Linked DNA regions of Mus musculus: regions 1 and 2 are each linked to region 3. The links are chromatin contacts, called in public HiChIP or PLAC-seq maps. All regions are on one chromosome and are shown on one strand. The core of a region is the stretch at or near the end of the contact, and the rest is flanking DNA. Distances in the headings are between cores, read along the strand shown.

Region 1 (3,210 bases), core at 692-3,191, 1.0 Mb after region 3:
AAAAGTCAAAAACAAAGAGAACTGTAGTAAATTTAAAAGTCTCAGCAGAGTACCATGACTTAATTCTATAACCTCAGCCATTGGGAGGTAGAAGCAGGAGGATCAGGGGTTCAAGGCCAGCCTCAAGTACAGAGCAAACTCCAGGCCAGGAAGGAGTTCATGAAACTGTTGAAAATAAGAGGTCCTGGGGCTGAAGAGATGGCTTAGAGCTCCAGTTAAAAGCACCGGTTGCTCTTCCAGGGGACCTGCACCTCAATTCCCAGCACGCTCTGACCCCTTCACATAGCCACATGAAACACCAATGTACATTAAAGAAAGAAAAAGAGAAAACATAACTTTTGCGAGAGTCTTCATAAACTGCAAAGTGCTATGTGAAGGTAAGAGAGAATTGTGCTTCAGCAGGAGCTGTGGAGACCGCCTTCTCCTGCCTATCTCTTGTCCATCATTGAGTGAGTGTGAGCAAGGCTGTTTCCAGTCCCCCATCCCCACCCCCATGAACCTCCATCTCTCCCAGCTCTAATCCAGCAGGGGGATTCACACAATAAACAAACCTACTCAGCACAGCACACAGTATGGAAGAAAGAGATAACTGTCTTAAGAGAAGAAGACTATCTGATATGGTAAGACTATACAGAGTATAGAGTAAGGATTTTGATCTAAAAAAAAAAAAAAAAAAAAAAAAAACACGTGGGAAAATGATGTCTGAGGCAAGACCTCAAGTTGAGGAAAGGAAGAGGAGACAGAGACGGCCATGCGGGAAGCAAAGCTGAGGAGCCAGGAGGCCTACAGTTGGAATGGTCAGAGAGACTGACAAGGCCTTGTTATGGAGGGCCTTTCTGTGTAGAGTCTCTGGTCTCATTAGCTACTTCATGCTCCTTGATTTACAGGCAAGAGGGCAACTTCTCTGTGGTTCACTGACATTTTGCAAAGCAGTCACACAGAAACAGGAAACCCCAAATTTCCAGTGTATGCAGATGATGCATGAGATGTAAAGCTATTTAATTTTGGTCTGTCCCCTCCACCCCCACCCACCGCCAGCGCCTAACACAGTCTGGCATCTGTTGGCACACCATCAAAGCAGGTCATGTAAATGAATGGAAAGATGATCCGCCAGGCAAAGAGCAAACTTTGAGGCAGTGAAAGAGGTGAGCCCAAGGCGGTGCACCCTGGCTCTGACTGGAGGGGAACTCCCTTTAGATGGCCTAGCCATGCCCTCAGCTCACACGTCCGTCTCTTCCCCCCCCCCCCCCAGCACCCCGCGCGCGCACACAGTGTCTGCCTCGAACCCGCACTGGCGTGCTCACAAATTCGCATTGCACAAAGCGCATCCATGGGTCCCCACGCACTCCACACAGTGCGGACACGCACACTCCCCTCGCACACACTATGTCTCACCTTCACACTGATTCTCAAGTCCATGTACTCCCGCCTACCCTTCCTCCCCCAGCACACACGCCACATACTCAGGCGCTTGCCTACAAGCTCAAGTTCTCCCGCCCCACACCCACGCATGCGCACGGGCTCAGGGGAGGAGGGGGAGCATGCGCACCTGTGGTGGCTCTGCCCTGAAGGGCAGCTGCTCAGGTGGGTTAGGGATTGATGGTGCCTTGTTTGGGAGGCTATGGGTCGGTGCAACCGTGTGGATTCATTTGTTTTTATCCCGCGAGCTTGACAAGGAAGAGGGGGAGACCCGGGAGGGCGCAGCCGAGCGCTCGGAGAGCAGGGTGACCCGCAGGATACCCTGACGCTGGGGCTACTGTATGAATCTCTGCACCCGGACGGGGCAAATGCATGAACTTGGGATCGGTTCAGCTGCACAACCTGGGTGGCCAGGTTCTGTCCATTTTGATCTGAGGACACCGTCCACTGAGAGCTATGAATTGCATGAAAAGAGAAGAGGGACTTAGCTTGAAAGTGCAGCACTTGGGAAGCTGAGGCCGGAAGATGCAAGTTGAGGCCATTCTTGGCTGCTGTGTGAGATCCTCCCTCAGAAGAGGGAAGAAGAAACCATGGTCAAATATTCTGGCTCTGCTATTTTCTGGTGTTTCGCAGCCTCGGTTTCTCTGCCTGTGAAATGAGGAGCCAGACTTTCAGAGCAGGTATGACTTCTCATCTAGGCGGACTATGGACTGCCTGTCTGACAAACACTAAGAGTTAACACAACAGACCCAGTTTCTGCTTAGGTGCAATTTGAAGTCATCTGGGAAAGATACCCAACCAGAAGTTAAACCTACAGAAATTCAGACTGATTGTAGTGAGCTTTTGAAATAAAATAATGAGGTTTTGATTTCATTCAGAGCTTCCTGTGTTCTGGACACGGGTGCATAAAATAAGGCTCCCGACCCCTACCCTCCTCTTAGTTCCAGTCTGCTCTTTTTTTGTCACATGAACCATTTGACCGAGCCTTGGAACTTTAGTATGTTGGAAAGCCACATGAAGCAAGGGTTGGACCATAACAAAAAAGAGGACATAATAAATGTACCTTCCCCACAGCATCATTGTGGGAGAGAAACACCGTGTGAAGTGTTAGCCTACTGCCAGGCACACAACGGTCGCCCATACATATTTGCTGGCAGACTTGTCTAGAACCCCACCTTAGAGAGATGAGATCTGAGTCCTGGCCTTGGCATCTCTACCTGTCAGACCTAGATTAAGCCATTGACCTTGCATAGGCAGGGGCTCTGCCCCACAAACAGCTGAGGTGATGTCACTTTTTCTAGGAGGGCTGCTGGGATTAACTGTGTTATGTGGGCAAGGCTACTTTGTCTCCCTGACACACAAGGCTCTTGAAGAGGGTGGTCTTGTGAGGACCATTATACCCTCAAATGGAGCCCTCCTTCATACGTGGGTGAGCATACAGCTGTTTACTTGGGGGAAAGTTTCAAAGTTTAGGATACAGCCCCAAGTAGGGAAGGCAGGAATGGGACTTTGGACTAGGTAGGGAGTGGGATGTGGTGCGGTATCCCTGGCACATCTCAGGTCCATGAGGCTGCTGCCCAGAAATGGAAGGTTGAAGGAGCCAAGGAGAGGGGCTCTCCAGAGTGGGTGCAAAAGCCTTGAAGCCTAAGGAGGACAGGTCTGGGAGAACTTAGCCCTGAGCTGAAGCCACACCCAGAGCCTCTGATGGCATCTGCTCTGAGGACAGCTGAGGTGCTGAGCAACAACAACAATAATCATAATCAGACTTTAGGCACAATGGGCCAGCAGTCC
Region 2 (3,162 bases), core at 222-2,721, 890 kb after region 3:
TACACAGTAATGAGGGACATGGCGTTTCTGCAAAGGGTTAAACAAACTGCTGTAGCCAAAAGACTGTCTATACTACCTTCTAGTAGAATTAGTGAGCATTGTTATTACCTTTTCATCATTTAATTAATTTTAAATGTATTTGTTTATATAGTTTATGTCTATGGGTGTTATGTCTGCGTGTACATCTGCACACCAGAAGAGGGCATAAGATCCTGTAGTGGCTGTGAAGCACCATGTGAGTGCTGGGAACTGAACTAAGGACCTCTGGAACTCCTAACCACTGGCCCATCTCTCCAGATCTGCTTATTACTTTCAGTGTGTGTGTGTGTGTGTGTGTGTGTGTGTGTGTGTGTGTGTATGCATATGTAAGAATAGGCATGTGTACCACACAGCACACATGTGGAGACCAGGATAACTTTCAGCGGTCAATTCTCTTGCTACCGTGTGGTTCCTAGGCATCGAGCTCAGATCCTCAAGTGTGCTGAGCAGCGCCCCTCCCTGCACTGACCCACCTCAGCAGTCTGAAATTGTGTTGTTATGGTGAAAGTAGCACGTGATCGACATATCATAGAAACTCAAGAACTATGACTCAGGAGCTGGTGATGTAGCTCAGTTGGTAGAGTGCACAAAGAAAGAGAAAGAAGAGGGAAAGGGAAGGGAGAGGGGGAGAATTAACCTGGCTTGGCCCTAAGTTAGACCTGAAAATTTTCAGTGACCTTGCTGAGAGTTCTCCTAAGTTGTCTAAGGTGCGGTGCAGCTTGGATGTGGCGCTAGAACACGTGCCTGACACCTGCCAGCTCCAACCTCAGCACCAAACCAAAATAAACAAAACCAGCAAAGGTTCTCTCTCTCTCTCTCTCTCTCTCTCTCTCTCTCTCTCTCTCTCTCTCTCTCTCCCTCTCTCTCTCTCTCTCTCTCTCTCTCTCTCTCTCTCTCTCTCTCTCTCCCTCTCTCTCTCTCTCTCTCTCTTGTGTCTGGGCATGGAATGGAAACCGTTCCTATGGAAGCCAGAAAGGGACATTGGCATTTCTGGAGCTAGACAGTTGTGAGCCACCTACTGTGGGTTCTGGAAAGTCACTGGTGTCCTGTGGAAGAACAGCAAGCATTCTTAACCACTGAGCCATCTCTCCAGCCCTGAGCAAAGGTTTTATGGAGCTATTAATGAAAAGACACAAGAGGAAAAGTCAAATATTCCTCTTCTCAGAAAGAGTGATAAGTATTTATTCAGTGCCTACTATTTGTCAGACATTTAAAATCCCCTGGTCTTGTTCTCTGTGTCCTTGGAGGTTTTGGAGGCACATCTCCCCTTTGGAATTTTAAGTATTGCATGAGCTAGTTAGTTAATGGAGGGATCAAGAGGGCGATGCCAGTTTGAAACAATGTTGTCGCTGGACTCCAGTTACAATGTATTCATCTGGACTGTGACAGCAAGGCAGTCTGAGTATGAGCCACAGTCTTCTGCCTTGGCAGCCACACCCATTCGCAGGGCTGATTGCTAGCAGCCAGCAAAGGCTTCTGATAAAAGGGAAGCTGCTGAGCTATTAGGTTTGCCGAGCTCCCAGGTAGATTTCCACAGGCAGAGGAGAAAGAGCGGTGCCTTGTTTTTGCCGGCGTGGGTGTTAGCAACGCGAGACAGGAACCCAGCATTAATACAGGCACCGGCTCCTCGTAGAGCCAACTCCAAAGGGTCCTGGTGACTTTTTCTCTGCAGTTTGACTCCTCCCTCCCTCCCTGGGAGCCTCTCTGTTCAGTCAAGCTTTTCCATCCTACCCCAGGCTGAATAGAGAGCAGAGGGTGCCAGAGACCGAGGTAGACACTCAACTCCACTTCTACCGAACCAGTCTTCCTTTCGACGTCTGTCTCTTCTCCCTTTGGTTTTTGATCATCTTGTGCTGGATTTTGCTTCTGCCACTCTTCTGTTAATAGGTAGCTGGTGATCTGCGTCATCCTGGAGGGTCATCCATCTCTACGGCCTTCTTCCACATTCTCAGGGGCCTTTCTTAATGATCACCCTTTTAGAATCACATGCCTGCTGCTGCTTCACAAGACACAAGCATTTGCTTTGTGCCCCCTGCATTTGTGTTCCAATCTTAAACTGTCCCCTTGCCTGCCGACTTCCATCCCTTAATATTCTTGAAGACAACCGGTCCCTTCTCATGGAAGTCAGTATCCTCAGACACAGGCCTTCTGAGTTTCTCTCCTGCCACAGGGCCACGGGACTGCTCTGCTTCGCCTGACAGATCAAAGGACATTTTCCCCAGCCTGTTCACTTTCTGCCTGGTGATCATAGAAGTACCCAGAGCACAGCTAGATGGCGCTCACGCCTACACATTTCTGAGGAATGACGTTTTTTTCCTCAGAGGAATTTCTGAGGAAGAAGTTTTTCCATTTGTCTCCCATCTTGAGCTCACAGCTTTGGGAGGAGGGGGACTGGAGCACATGGACTAATTACAAAGAAACTGGAACGTGTGCATTTTCTAATCAAACTGATATCTAATGGGCACGCGAGTCAGATTCAGTTCTAAGTCCTCAACATTGCCCTGCTACACATACCTTGCCCCAGGAGACAGATACAGAAATGGCACTTAGAGACTTGGTAAATTTGCCCAGAGCAGAAGGGTGTCAGAGATGGAAGTCCACAGGCATCTTGCACCAAAACTACCCTTAACAACAAGGGACTGGTTGGAGAATGGAACCAAGAGAAGAAACTGGGAGTGTTGGGAAGGCACGGCTTTCTACACAAAGCATTGTTCTGCCTAAAATTACTCCACAGCCCTAAAGCACCATGTGTATTTTGAATATCCAATCATTTTTTCTAAAAGCCCTAAGTATATAGCTCAGTGGTAGCGCACTGGCCCACTGTGTAAGATCCATGCTCAAACCCCTGCACCATGGAGTTACAGTAGGAATAATAATAGTAATAATAGCTGGGTGTTGGCAGTGAATGCCTTCCATCCCAGCACTCAAGAGTCAAGAGTTCAAAGTCTGCTTGGGCTATGGAGGGAGACAGTATCTCAAAACAACAATAGCGATAATTTTTATGAGACTGAATATATAGGACTCAACTCAACTATGATCAAAGGTGAATCTGGCACACATAGGCCGAACTTTATATATTAAGAGGGGAGAGCTAAGAGCATTTGGCTCTTGCTTCTTCTCCAT
Region 3 (3,387 bases), core at 424-2,923:
GACACTGAGAAGAAATGCATTGTCTTCTCAGGGCATCCAGCCACATTAATGTCACTGGACAGGAAGAAGCAGGAAACCTGCGTCTTCAAGCAGAAAGGGAAAATGACAAGGCTGCGGGAGCCATCGGCTAAGGAGATTTGTACCACCAAGCAGGCAGCTAGCTACCTCTCTGGGACCTCCTGCGTTTGCTCTGCTGGCCTGGACCAGCACAGAGAGCTGGGGCCAGCCCCAGCAGGTCTCAACTCCACCTGAGCTAACACATGGCTCCTTAATGTGCTGTGCCATGTGTTGATCTTGCAACAGAATGTGGGACAGAAGATTTAAAGAGCTGTGTGATGGGGGAAGGGCAGCCAGATCACCTTACCTGAGGCCTACTTAATCAGGCCTCCTCAGATTTCCTTTAGATGCTAGCATTACTGTCTAACTTGGTGGCGGAGGGGGGTGGGGGCGGGGATGGATTCCCCAAAATGGAAAAACAAAACAAAACAAAAAAAAAAAAAAAAACAGTGTTCCAGTTTGAAGGGGGTCTAAGGGGGTGAGGATACAGAAAGTACAGGCAGAACACACACCCTCCTCAACTCCCACACCCCAGTGCCTTACCCCTGACCTCCCTATGGCTCCCACAAGTGGGGGTGCTAGCTGAGTACACTCAGTGGCCCCAAGGGCTAGAAACTGGTCCCGAGGAAACTAAACAGAACTGGAAAGTAATGGGGGAAATCTAAATTAAAGTGACTGCTGGGTAACACCCCCCCCCAGACCCCCACCCTATCAGACAGACCAGGCAGTGTCCAAGCTAAAAGGAGAGGAGGCGGGGCAGGACAACCCCTGCAGACTTCCTCACACCTACAGCCACTCACTCCCAGGGCCTGCAAACGTTCCTGTCTCCTTATAATCTCCTGCATGCAGGTGGGGAAACTGAGGCCTCCAGAACAAATTGCCATGCTTTTCCGATACCAGGTTTTAGTTCACCTCTCTAACCAGATTCTTCACTTGGAATTTTTATTTTTTATTTATTTTTTATTTTTTGGTCACAGCTTTCATGTCTATCCAATTTCTCCTGGTAAGAGCACTGCTGTTGCAAAGTGAATCTTAAATACAATCAAGGCTGAACTCCAGAAGGAGCAGAGGACAGTCGGCGAGTCCAGTAAGGGTTTATTTACTGCACCAGAAGGATTTGCTTCCTTCCACTCCGGGCTCGTACCCTCATGGTCCTCCCTCGGGACTTCGCTGTGCAGCCACCTCGCACCCTCCACCTCCACCCCCACCCACCACCCGCACCGCAACTCGAGGGCGGGGGCATGGGGCCGCCCTGGGGATCCCTGGGATCCGCTCGGGGTCCCCGGCTGGGACAGAGGTGGGGGGGACTGCGGTCAGCCGGCCCAGCCTCGGGACCGGGAACTTCTGGCCGCACGGCCCCCACGACCGCGGCGCGCGTGCAGCTCCAGCCCGGGGTTCCCTTTCTTTGCCTGGCTCGCTGCGGGCGCGACCCCCGGAGGCTCGGCGGCCACTCACCATATTACAGATGGAGGCGATGTTTCGGACAGTCATTAGTCTAAAGGTTGCAGCGATCGCGCACCGCCATCTTTACCAGGGGAAAACGGGACTGTCCATGGTGGCGCGCAGCGAGGCCGGGTGGCGGCGAGGCGGCCTGGGGCCGGCTTGCAGTGGGGTTGGGCGAGCGAGGCCGGGCGGCGGCGAGGGCGGGGCGGCGGCGCGGGGCGGGGAGTGGCGGAGCGACGCAGCCCGGGCCGCGGCCGGCGGGAGGAGGAGCCCGGAGCCGGGAGGCGCGGAACCGAGGCCACTGCTATGCTCCCGCTGCCAGCCAGGACCCGCTCGGCTGACCCCACTGGAAGCCGTTCTTGCTCCTCTGCCCTAGGGTCCCGCTCGGTGCCAGCTGCACCGTAAGGCCAGCCCCGAGCAAACCCAGCACCGCGGCCTTTCCGCCGGACCCAGGACCGTACCGGGCACTGGGCTGGGGACCTACACCGCGGGGACACGGGCGTGCTCGCTTCCCGGTTTCCCTCTGCCCGTTTCTGCTGGTGTCCAGCAAGCCTTGGGCGTTAGGGATTAGCTAGTGGAGGATATGAATAAGGGTCTAAGGGTGAGTGTAGTCAACTTTAAAGTTTCTCTCCAGGGTTCTAGCCAGATGGCATCCGCCGGAACCCGAAAAGTAAAATGAGACCAGGACATGGGCGTGGCCAGAAAGCCCTAGCCAGCAGCAACCCAGCTGCCTAGGGAAAGGTTCCCAGAAAGGAAAGAATTCCGGGTCTAAGCAGGCACACTCGGGAGATTTGTGACATTAGCAGGTACAGAGGAAATGGCCAGGTTCTGGGCGGTACTAGAGGCTGTCCAGGAAATACCAAAACAAAACTTTCCTATCTCCCATCCTCGGAGCTCCTGATCTCAGTTTTGTTTGAGCTTTTACACCTTCCTGCGGAGGCCCAGACTGCAGGCTCAGGGTGCACACTGTACACACCACTTGAGGGATATGTTCGTGAGAACTGAAAGAGTTCATTTCAAACATGGGGAATAATTGTGCAGACAAGTTTGCAGTCCCAAGCTTTCCACAGGGAAGTTGTGCATGTGAAACGTGATAAATTCCCAAACCAATGTATTTTGTGGAGAATTAAATTAGGAGAGAAATTAATATAATTGAAGACAGCTCTGTCTAGCCAAGAGTAACATACTGGGGGCTGGGGGGCTAGGGTTATACACATAACATGAGAGCCATCCATCCATTGGTAATTCTTCTAGGATCTGGGGTGGAAATAGAAGACAAAACCACTGACTGAAGGGTGAGGGTGGGGGACGGGTCACATGGATACTGTATTTTTCAGTGTGTAGAAGGATTAATATTCCTGCTCACAATGACTCATTCTACCTGAATTTTACTTTCATTCTTTTTTACTGCTGTCAGTTACGACTCTTCCAGCTTCTACATGATTAGTTAATAGACATGGTTAGCTCCATAAGGCTTACAGAGCAGGTATCCAACCCAGCTCTGTGTTTCTCAAATAAATAGTACAGATAAAGGCATGCTAAACTTAGGAGGGGCACCATTTGAGGAGGGGGCAGGGGAGGGGGACCATCGATAAAACACCCTAACTATGACTGGCCAGAACACAGTAAGGTCCTGAAAAGCTTAAAGACTGAGAAATGTCACAAGCTGAAGGCCTCAGCTTTGTGCGTGGTTAGTCTAAAGCTTTCATGCTTTCTAATGATAAGCTTTGCGATTTTTTCCAATATGAATGCACTGAGTGCAAGGCCTACAGGGGTTAAAACACAATTGAGAGCTGGGGAGATGGCTCAGTCTATAAAGTGCTTACTGCACAAGTACAGATCTCTAGACTCACGTCCTGCCCCCCGCCCGAGTCCACACCCACAGGT

Evidence for each region. HiChIP or PLAC-seq counts read pairs in DNA pulled down with a chosen protein or histone mark.
Region 1: an H3K4me3 HiChIP or PLAC-seq map of the 230-238 cell line shows a contact between it and region 3, with 6 times the contacts expected there. The contact joins the enhancer-like site here to the promoter of Usp46 in region 3. A contact is called at or near these places in 2 of 39 promoter capture datasets (hippocampal neurons and liver), 7 of 115 datasets of contacts at active chromatin or transcription factors (the 230-238 cell line, astrocytes, bone marrow-derived macrophages and 4 more) and 3 of 9 other capture datasets (adipose tissue, embryonic stem cells and liver).
Region 2: a contact with region 3 is called in an H3K27ac HiChIP or PLAC-seq map of extraembryonic endoderm stem cells, with 2.4 times the contacts expected there. The contact joins the enhancer-like site here to the promoter of Usp46 in region 3. A contact is called at or near these places in 1 of 39 promoter capture datasets (liver), 4 of 115 datasets of contacts at active chromatin or transcription factors (astrocytes, embryonic forebrain, extraembryonic endoderm stem cells and 1 more) and 1 of 9 other capture datasets (liver).

The regions. Positions count from the first base shown.
Region 1 is chr5:75,065,835-75,069,044 of GRCm38.p6, forward strand. No RefSeq gene overlaps it. Among named protein-coding and RNA genes, the nearest start is that of Gsx2, 8.2 kb to the right of the region's middle. Within about 2 kb of position 1,942, at least 105 of the 459 cell types and tissues checked have an H3K27ac peak or open chromatin away from gene starts, as enhancers often do. A contact at or near this core is called in the 230-238 cell line and pro-B cells, where this site is marked.
Region 2 is chr5:74,959,055-74,962,216 of GRCm38.p6, forward strand. The region is part of intron 2 of Gm6116 (predicted gene 6116); the gene reads left to right. All of the region lies in intron 1 of Gm52778 (a long non-coding RNA gene), which reads right to left. Among named protein-coding and RNA genes, the nearest start is that of Gm6116, 11 kb to the left of the region's middle. Within about 2 kb of position 1,472, at least 50 of the 459 cell types and tissues checked have an H3K27ac peak or open chromatin away from gene starts, as enhancers often do. A contact at or near this core is called in extraembryonic endoderm stem cells, where this site is marked.
Region 3 is chr5:74,066,738-74,070,124 of GRCm38.p6, forward strand. Usp46 (ubiquitin specific peptidase 46) reads right to left here and starts at 1,674. Exons shown (of 9, transcript NM_177561.3): 1 at 1,513-1,674. The coding sequence starts at 1,548.